Regions from separate parts of the Rattus norvegicus genome. Here region 2 is linked to region 1. The links are chromatin contacts, called in public Hi-C maps. All regions are on one chromosome and are shown on one strand. Each heading gives the region's core, a stretch centred on a gene start, on an enhancer-like site or on the middle of the called end of the contact. The rest is flanking DNA. Distances are from core to core; before and after follow the strand shown. Region 1 overlaps Ptprd (protein tyrosine phosphatase, receptor type, D). Region 2 overlaps Ptprd (protein tyrosine phosphatase, receptor type, D).

What was found. A called contact is a pair of places that touch in the nucleus more often than the background predicts.
Region 2: a contact with region 1 is called in a Hi-C map of psoas muscle, with 2.9 times the contacts expected there. The contact joins two enhancer-like sites.

Annotation. Positions count from the first base shown.
Region 1 is chr5:95,441,749-95,446,214 of GRCr8, forward strand. All of the region lies in intron 11 of Ptprd (protein tyrosine phosphatase, receptor type, D), which reads right to left. It overlaps LOC134486943 (a long non-coding RNA gene), which reads right to left. Exons shown (of 2, transcript XR_010066537.1): 2 at 652-4,466. Among named protein-coding and RNA genes, the nearest start is that of Dmac1, 1.2 Mb to the left of the region's middle. Within about 2 kb of position 1,768, at least 12 of the 93 cell types and tissues checked have an H3K27ac peak or open chromatin away from gene starts, as enhancers often do.
Region 2 is chr5:95,593,758-95,598,707 of GRCr8, forward strand. The region is part of intron 10 of Ptprd (protein tyrosine phosphatase, receptor type, D); the gene reads right to left. Among named protein-coding and RNA genes, the nearest start is that of Dmac1, 1.3 Mb to the left of the region's middle. Within about 2 kb of position 2,169, at least 55 of the 93 cell types and tissues checked have an H3K27ac peak or open chromatin away from gene starts, as enhancers often do.

The DNA.
Region 1 (4,466 bases), core at 518-3,017:
ATGAGAGGAAAAGTGGGACAGTTGGGAGAGGCAACCAGGTTAAGAAGTAATAGGTATTCTGTTCTGGAAATCAGAAAGGACAAGTTTTCCCATATTCTACCTTATGACATAAAGTCACATGGGTTTTAAGATAGACAAGGGGACGCCCTTAGAAGGTACATAATTAAGACTAAGCACTGCAAGGAGATGAATGAGGCTGTATTTTAGAAAGCACTCCCCAGAGGGGACATGGAAAACACTCCAGGATCTCCAGGTTGTGAGCTCTAACTGGAAAGCAAATCAGATCATGGGCTCTCAAGTATACTTTCTTCTCTTTTGTTCCATTTTCATTTCATAAACAATATTCAAAACATCCACAAAAATGGGGAATACATCCTATCTTCGACTTTTATTACAGTTGCTCTGCTTTGGGAGGCTTATTCTTGGTCTCACCCACCTCAAGATTATCAAATTTGTGTTCCTCCTACAGGGTCAGCACACTAATTCAACAGGAATGTTTTATCACCAACCAAAATGTATTTCTAAACCTAACTACTCCATATTTTCAAATTAAAAATACAAACAGACAAATCTTTTTATAAAACCAATTCCCCAGAGTTACAATACCAAGTAACACACATTGCGAATTTGAATTAGTTAGGGAATATAATATTTCACTTTTGCATCAGCATTTCTAGTACAAAAAGAATGAAAGAAATCAGTAGCAAATTATAAATAGGAAAGACCCATGTTCTTCCCAGACTAGAGAGCAATTAAACACTTCTACATTGAGAGCAAAGAAGGATCACTCATCCTGCTCATAGTGAACATTTCTCAGGATGGTATATGTGCATCTATACAGAAGATATCTTTATAATTATAAAATAAATATAATTCTTTTTCTTAGATGAGACAGCAGCCATAACTAAGTACTGGAGATACAATAAGCATAAGTCTCTAAATTACTAAATAATAATATCTAGGATTTACATTTGTTTTCTGAACTTTATTCTGAGTAGAGTCATCACAGCCATGTCAATAACAACAAAGAGGCTGACTATGCCGCACAGTGTCACCAGTGTGTCACTGCCAAGGCCGATGTCCATTTCAATCTTACTGTGCTCTGACTGCTAGGCTGTTGTATCAACTTGAAATACAAAGTACTCAAACTGACCAAAAAGAAAGCTAAAAGCCAATTGCCAATCGAGAATTTCATTATTTCCATGATTATTTTCTAGGGGCACCTAATAAAAGATAGCATCAAATGAAAAAGGCAAGCCTCACATCTAAGAGATCAACCAACTTATTGCAGAAATTCTTCTGAAATAAAATACACCAGGATTTTCAGGGAGCTTTACTTATTTTTCCTGTTAAAGCAAGCCCTTGCTGCCTTTCTTCTGCATCATTAGTCTGATTAGAATACTGTAATTATTGGATTAGTAGTTCATTCTTAAAGAGATTTTCACACTTGAACTAGCTCTTCCACAGCCCCTCCTAATAAAGTTACAAGATCTACCTGGAGCCCTCCAAGCCTGCCCCTCCCCCATCCCTTTCTCAGACTCAAGGGGACTCTGCAGTTTCCAAAGCACTTCATTTAGTTAGGAAGCAGTGATTATACAAGGCTTTGAACCTGAGAAAGAAAATACAATCCCAAGGTGTGAGTTATACGAACACATGCCCCGCAGGAACAATCCGTCAGTTTCACAGAAGTACCCAAGCAAAGCACAGCAGCCTAGGGAAGCCCACTGCCAAGTCCAGCTTGTCACTGGAGACGCTGCAGCTGCTCGCTTTAGCAGACAGTGTTAAGCAACCGTAGCCAGGTTCGGATTGCACTGATATTGTTGATGGACTGCAGTAGCTACAGTTCTATGTCAAGAGAGCAGAACATTCCTACGCCACAGTTCCCATGGGATGGACGGAATAAAAGGACACTTCTTCACAGTGTAGATGCCTCAGCTGAAGAAGAGCATGGATACATGAAACAGTACTTCTTAGAGAATCAAGCCAAAAAGCAGTTTTACTGTTTGTTAGCAAGGGATCAACTCCAATCAATTAATGTTTTAATTGCCTAGACTAATTAAGATAATGAACAACAGTGAGCCTAAAATCAATTAGCTTTGTCCAGACTTTCTATTTTGAACCGAGGGCCTGAAAGACTTCTTTTGATTTTTGGCATTTTCTTTAGCTGCTGCAGTAAAATAGGTGGGAGCAAGTTACAGGTGATCTGGCCCCTCTCTGCCTTCAAGAAGCCTGCGTGGTTAGTTGAATAATTCTCTGGCCATAGGAGCTGTGTTACAGGATAGGCAGGAGATAGCGAGAACTGCAGGTTTTAAACCAAATCATGTCTCTCTAAAGCAATCAATGGCCAAAGACAGCAATGTGTCCCTATGGTCACCTGGTTTCTATGATTTAAGTTACTTCAAAGTAAGCACGGGAGACTATAAAGTCTCTTTCAAATTCCACCAGACAGCAGTATTTTTTTTTTTTATTACACAGACTGAGACATTCAGATTGCATAAGAAATCAGGACAGAGAAGTGTGGGGAGCCGAGGAAGTCTGGAAGGATTTGAACAGTATTTGCACTAACTAGTAACGACAACTTCCTCTGAGGACAGTCTAAGAGTACGCACCTACAGAGCCCGCCTACCTGCATTGGCGGACTTCTCCCCTCTGTCCTAAAGGTAACAGAAGCTGAGGTTCCAGCTTGCTTCTCGGTTGGTGCTGCCCCAGCAGAGTCAGCAGAGCCAACATAACCTGCGCGTTTTTGTCAGATTTCTAGGCTCAGGTCATATAGGATGTGTCACATAATAAGCAAGCCCCAGACTCAGAAAGAAGGACCAAACTGCTAAATCCAACTTCGGAAAGTCTGTGGTCTGGGTCTTCCTCACAGAGACAAGGTTGTTTAATCATAGTCTCAAAATAATATTAGTACTATAACACCAATAATAATATAATTCATGAATCATCAGCGCCACCATCATGAGACACATATTACAGCATTCATATCTTTCACCTCACATCTCCCTCAGCTTTTGCATTGGTTATACTAGCTGTTACTTGCTTTTTGTGCTACTCAGAGTTCTGTACCAGACAAGTTACCTGTAAAAACCAACTTAAGAGAAGAACAGGATTTTTTTTTTTTGGCTCATGGCTTTTCTCTGTGGAGGATGCTAAAAACCCTCTTTTTCTAGCACTGGGTGAGGTGGAGCCTCAGGAAAGGGCAAAATTGTTCAATTGTGTTATCTGGGAGATAAGGTGTAGAGTGGCATCCTAATAATCCCCAGTGACCCATCTTCATTCCAACACGTCCCACACGCTAAAGGCGCTACCCCTGTCCATAGAGCTGTAAGTTAGGAACCAAACTTTCTTAGGACAACACTGAGTCCTTGAACAGGACTCTTCGTGCAGTGCCCACAGTACTAAATTGCCCACAGATTGCAGTGCTAAGATTTTACACCTTATGTATGAAGCCACCTTGAACCAGGCAGAATAACTGATTATACTCTGGGAGCCTTAAGAGGCGCCTCTGCCTAAGAAAAATACATGTGTTAAGCTATGTGAAATCCACACCTGTTCCCCATTCAGCCAGTCAGTAACTGACAGCCAGCTCTGTGTCAGGCGATGTGCACATAAGTCATGCAGCATCACTTCCCACCTGTTAGAGCTGCTGTTACCAAGCAGATAGAAGAGAACACGTGTTGACAAGTATGTGGAGTTCAAGGGACCCATGCGCAACATTAGTAGGGATAGAAATGAGCACAGTCATCATGGAAAACAGTGGATAAGTTCATCAAGCACAGCAGAAAAATAGAAGTACTTTATGATCTGGCGAGTCCAAAAGAAAGGAATTCAATATGGTGCAGAGACATCACCACATTACTGTTTAGGCCAGCATCATTAGTCGAAGTCACAAAATGTGATTCACCTTAAAGTATATCAATATATTAATGGGCAAAGGCATTTGGATAATATGAACCAAGAAATGCTATTTAGTCATCAAAATGAATGAAATCTGCTCTTCACATTAACATGGTGTAACCTTGAAGACAAGAACCAGGACACTGAAACAATACCAAGGGGCCTTAATTCACTCACACAGTCTAAAATCACACCGTCACATGGCTAAAGAGTATAATAGTTGGGGCAGAAAGCAGAAAGGAGGTAAAACTGGATTGGCATCACTTGAAAGAAAGACGGGTTCATTTACACACATTCACATTTATAGGAAGATGTCTGCAGTAAAACAATGAGAATACTGAATAATATCTGGTGTTCTTTAGAATGCCAAGAATGGAAATTAAGTTTTCAAATCAAAAAAGGTATTGATATCAGATAGTTTAGTGTCACTGGGCCTGCTCAGATATTCTACAAGATACATATACCTCAAAATGCACAATTGTAACTTCAAAAATAACACAATAATTTAAAAGAGACCTCATCTAGGTATACTCTAGAGAAAACCAAAGAGACGAATCAATAGGGGAAGG
Region 2 (4,950 bases), core at 919-3,418, 150 kb after region 1:
TGAGTGTCTATCTTAAAAAGCATGTCAAATCATGGCATGCATTATTTTAAGCAGTTCTGTATTTATAATTTTATGCACACCCACACACACACACACACACACACACACACACTTCATTACTTTTATTAATTGTCAACTTCACTGGCCAAGAATTTTTGCCATGACTGCCACAATAGGACAGTTGACACATCTGCTTCGTTACATGTCATTAGAAAGTAGTATCTCACTCATCTGCCTTAAAATACATCTGCGGGCTACTTTTCCTATTTGAAACCCATTTCTATTGTATCACCATTACTAAGGGCTTTATATTAAGTGCTCATTATTTTAAATTAGATAGGCAAATCTAAATGATACTTTTCTTTTATGGTTATAGAAATCTCAATGTGTGTCCCATAACAGCACCCATTTAAAAATATTTACAATTAAAAACACCCTTTAATTCTCCATCCCCCTGTGTCTTTCCTTCACAAAAGAAAATTCCAGGCAAGCACATTTACAGCTTTTAGCAATTTTTAACTGGACACAATCTGACAGCTGAATTCATGAAAGTGACCAGCTTGTCAATTTCACACTTTGAAAGTACAATAATAGATGATAACATGCGGGTGAATTTAAAAAATCTGTCACAGAATTGCTAGCTCCGTTGAAAAGGACAGTACAGTACATGATTATGGGAGGCAGGAGGCAGGGGAAATTTTATTGTCCATTTAGGAGATCTGTTTCAAGAATTTGGATACAGAGCATAAAAAATGTGCTTCCTTTTGGTACAATATGGGGCCATAGAAGAGATCTGTTCAAAGGAAGATGCTTTCCCTTGAAGATCAATAGTGCTTTCACAATTGGGATCATTTAAAGATTCGTTTAAATCAGAATGTTGTGAGTTTGGGTGTACCATCCTGGATTTGCATCAAGTTGAGACCTTGGTGTGTGCACTCTGAGACAGAGAAATAGGCACACCACCAGAAGAACCTCTGGTTGAAGGGAATCAGCGTAGTTGTGCTACAGACGGGCAAAAAAGAATACACCAAAGTCTGCCTTTGTAGCTAATTACAACCTCAAATCCGTGAACTAAACAGTTACTAGTTACTAAAGGGCTCAAAATGTGTGAGCTGCTGCCTCTTACTTCCCTAGCATTAGCTATCGGAGCACGTAAAAGAGAAAAGATAAACAATTTAAGAGCAAATACAGGGCCAGTGATCCCTTTAAGGTGCAGATTGTAGATGTGGTTGGGGGATATAACCCAGTCAAGAAACCCAGGCAACAGGAAATGTTAGGCAAGTAGAGTAGTGGGGGGCGAACTGGAAACAACACAAGTGGGTTGTGATAGTCCGGGTTTTGAAGAATGGCACTACTATTTGTAATTTAGAACACACGATTGATGAAAACCAAGCTCATACTTACAAAAAAAAAAATCTAAGCAGAACAAAAACTGACTTCACTTGTTAAAGATTTAAAATAAAATCAACATCGCGGAGAAGAACCAGGGCAAGTTTTTGTTGTTGTTTTTAGCATGTCTATGGAAAAGCCTACTATCAGCGTGTAGCAAAGCAAAGAATCTTTGGTTGGTGGCTTTCTTTTTGAATTGTTTCCTACTACTTCAACTCTTCGTAATAAATTATGCGTTTCCTTTCCCTGGTACGAGTGTGTGTGAGTACACCAGATTCCCGCAGCAGAACTAGAGCTCCTATCCGGCTACAGAAAGCGCTCCAAACAATCCCCCTCCCACAGGCAGCCACGGACCCTCAAGTGCCTCCTATTTTTCCTTCTCCGCACCAGTTCAGAGCAGAGAATCAACCAAAATCGCCCTCCAGAACGGGCCGCTGCCGCCCGGGGCAAATCGCCGAACCGTGGCTGAGCAGAATCCGGAGCGGAGTCGCTCCGGGCACTCGGCGGTCCCGGGCTAGGCGGGCTCCGGGCTCCAGAACCCGGACGGCTTACCTGTTCACGTCGGCTCGGGGCAGCCGCCGCCCGCGCGGCTCCCAACACCGCGCTCCAGCCCTCCGAGGCCGTGCCGCCTCCGGGCGGCTGTTCAGTCCCGCAGCCGCCGCCGCCCAGCCCGCGCGGCAGCCGCAAGTGGCGAGTCCGCGGGAGTCCCGGCCGTGCTGCCGAGCGCCCCGCCTCCCTTTGCCAGCGCCGTGTCCTCGGCCCTGGCGCCCGCCGCTCGCCGCCGCTCCCGCTCCTCCCGCTGTTCCACGCTCCTCCCGCTCCTCCACGCTCCTCCGCGCCCTCCTCCTCCTCCTCGCGCGGCTGCTCCGGCGCGCTGCTGGGGGGTCCGGCCGCGTCTCGCCTCCTCCCTCCGCCTCTCCCGTTTCCTCCTTCCTGCTGCTGCCGCCGCCGCTGCTTTTAAAGCAGATTCTTTGGCCACAAATAGCAACTCGGCTGCCCCCCTCAGCGCCTCCCTCCGGTTCTTGTCTTCTTCCCCCCAAAAGTGAAGCGCGAGCGAGATAACCCGATACTGAGGCCCGCGGGGGTGAGAGGGGCGGGCGAGGGGTGCCTGCAGCTCGGGAGTGGGGTCCGGATTGCACTGGCCGGAGCCAGGACGGAGTGGCCAGCCCACACCTAGAACCTGGCGGGAACCTGGCGGTCACAGTTGCCGGCGAGGTGGCTCGGTTGGGGAAATGAAATGAGGGAGCTCAGGAAAGTAATTTTCTAGGCTTCTCTCTTTGTTTCCTTGTCTGGGTGATTTCTAAAATCCTCGTAACTGCTGGAGATCCCACGGAATCGCTGTGCCCAGCGCTTGGGGATTGTGTGTGCGTGCCGTCTGAGCCCGAGTGTGAGTGTGGGTGCGTCCCGGGCGGGGAGAGCCAGTCCGCTGCGCCCGCTGGCGAACCTTCAATCTGGACCTCACTTACTGAGGGCCAGACAGCTGGAGTAAGGAGGGACAGGCTGGAGAACTGGGCGAAGGGGCGCGTGTACACACACACACACACACACACACACACACACACACACACACACACACACAAACACACACCACAACACACTCGAAACACAGCGCGTGCGCGCGCACACAAGCAGGAGAGAGAGAGAGAGAGAGAGAGAGAGAGAGAGAGAGAGAGAGAGAGAGAGAGAGAGAGAGAGGAGAAGGGGAGGGGGCTGGGTGACGTCACTCCCCAACATCCTTCCACCCAGCCAGAAAAGACCCTCTCAGATTCACTCAACTCATCCTGGTGCAGGCACATGCACACCCGGGCGCTTCCCGCTCTGCTTCCTGAAGCACAGGAGGAAGAAAGGCTGGTCGCGCCCTATTCAAAGCAGTTGAATAATACAAGGGGCGTTCATTGATGAGACTGAGTTGTGTCTATCCCAGTTCACCTTGGCATCCTCCTTCTTGGACTTTTCTGTAGGATCCTTACTTTGAAGGCAGAGAGGAAGGAAGGGAAGTACCCAAATCTTGGTGTGAAAACTCCTAGGGTGCTTTCAACTACTTGCTCTTATGTTAGCAAAGCACTGCTCTCCGGCTTTCCTGAAAGACAACAAAAACCTCTCCAGACAGGCACCAATGGTTGGACCAGGGTGGAAAAGGTGCCTGGTGCGGATTGCTAGCTAAAAGACGTGTTTAAGCTTCTTCCTTACTCATATGATCTCCAGCATGTGGGGGAAGTCAGCAGCTGGAAGCCTCCACTGGCAACCAGCCCATCAAAATTCATTAGGAACACCATGAGAAAGGTCAAGTGAAGCGAAGCCTGGGCCTTCAAGCCACCTCCACTGCTCATTCTGTGTTCAGGCCAGCCAATGCAAACAGCACTTACTCCTGCAGACTCGAACAGTCTTGGAAGGAGCAAAGGTAAGCAGACCTCTTTAGAAGCAACCTAGTGGTCCAGTATCTAGCACCCTGACTGTCGTCTCTAGCTGCCTGTGTATCTGCTTCAGTCCTCTGCATGCTGTGCACTTGAAAATTACTGAATGGATGGTCAGTATTCCTCTTGTCCTGTACACTGCAAAACGAAGGCATACCGTTTGGAAGGAGTCTTATGAGATGTCGTTTAGTTTCTCAACATGTTGGGAGTAAAGAAGCACCCTCGACCAACTCTCCCTTATTGTTTTTTAACCTCCATTTCCTCCTCTTTGAATGGTTAGCCTTACAGTGAGAACCACAAAGAAGTGCATTATTGTGCAAGTTCCAAGCCATGTTTAACCAAGTTTTGGATGGAACCCACTGAAAGCTTGAACAGAGACAATGAACTGTCTAATCTCTCTGCCCTCAGAGTTAATCTAGAAATCTGAGCTTCTTGGTAAATCACTCTCCTCCAGTATATAAACTACAGATTGTCTCCCTTATTGGCACATCCTCCCTCATGAACTAGTGACCCTACTTTTCTCATCTAGATGTTGGAAATACCTCCTCTGGGCATTGGAAAGACAAGGTGCCTTCTGCCTCCACATCTGACCTTGCTGATCAGAGCCTACTAGCAGTGAAGCCTGACTACTCTGGGTTCATGGTCTGGGAAGTACTCTCTTCTCCAACTAGGAGCTAGAGAACTCAGTACTGGCTGTTGCCAAGGTGAGCAACGTGGATCACAGCACGAATAAATGGCAAGCCCAACTTCTTCCGCACCAGAAGGTCCTAGATGTTTGAGTCCCTATTATAACCAAACACATTTAAAAAAGGAAATAGAGATCTGAGTGGCATCTCGTCTCAGCTGTTACTGTACAAAAGAAATGTAGACAAAGGCAGGGTAATGCTGCTAAGGAAGGCAAGATAGGATACACAGACACATCCAAGTAGAAGTGAGTGAGATTTCGACTGGACACACACACACACACACACACACACACACACACACACACACACACACACACACGGCCACGATGGTAGCAAATGCACTCAGGAGCTAATGCTGCAGCATCTCACACAGCAGCTGGGCTGCTTGGTCTTCTGGATATTTTAACCAAAGAACACTAGAGGTGGGTGGGTTTCTGATTAGTCTCATTTCATCATTACAA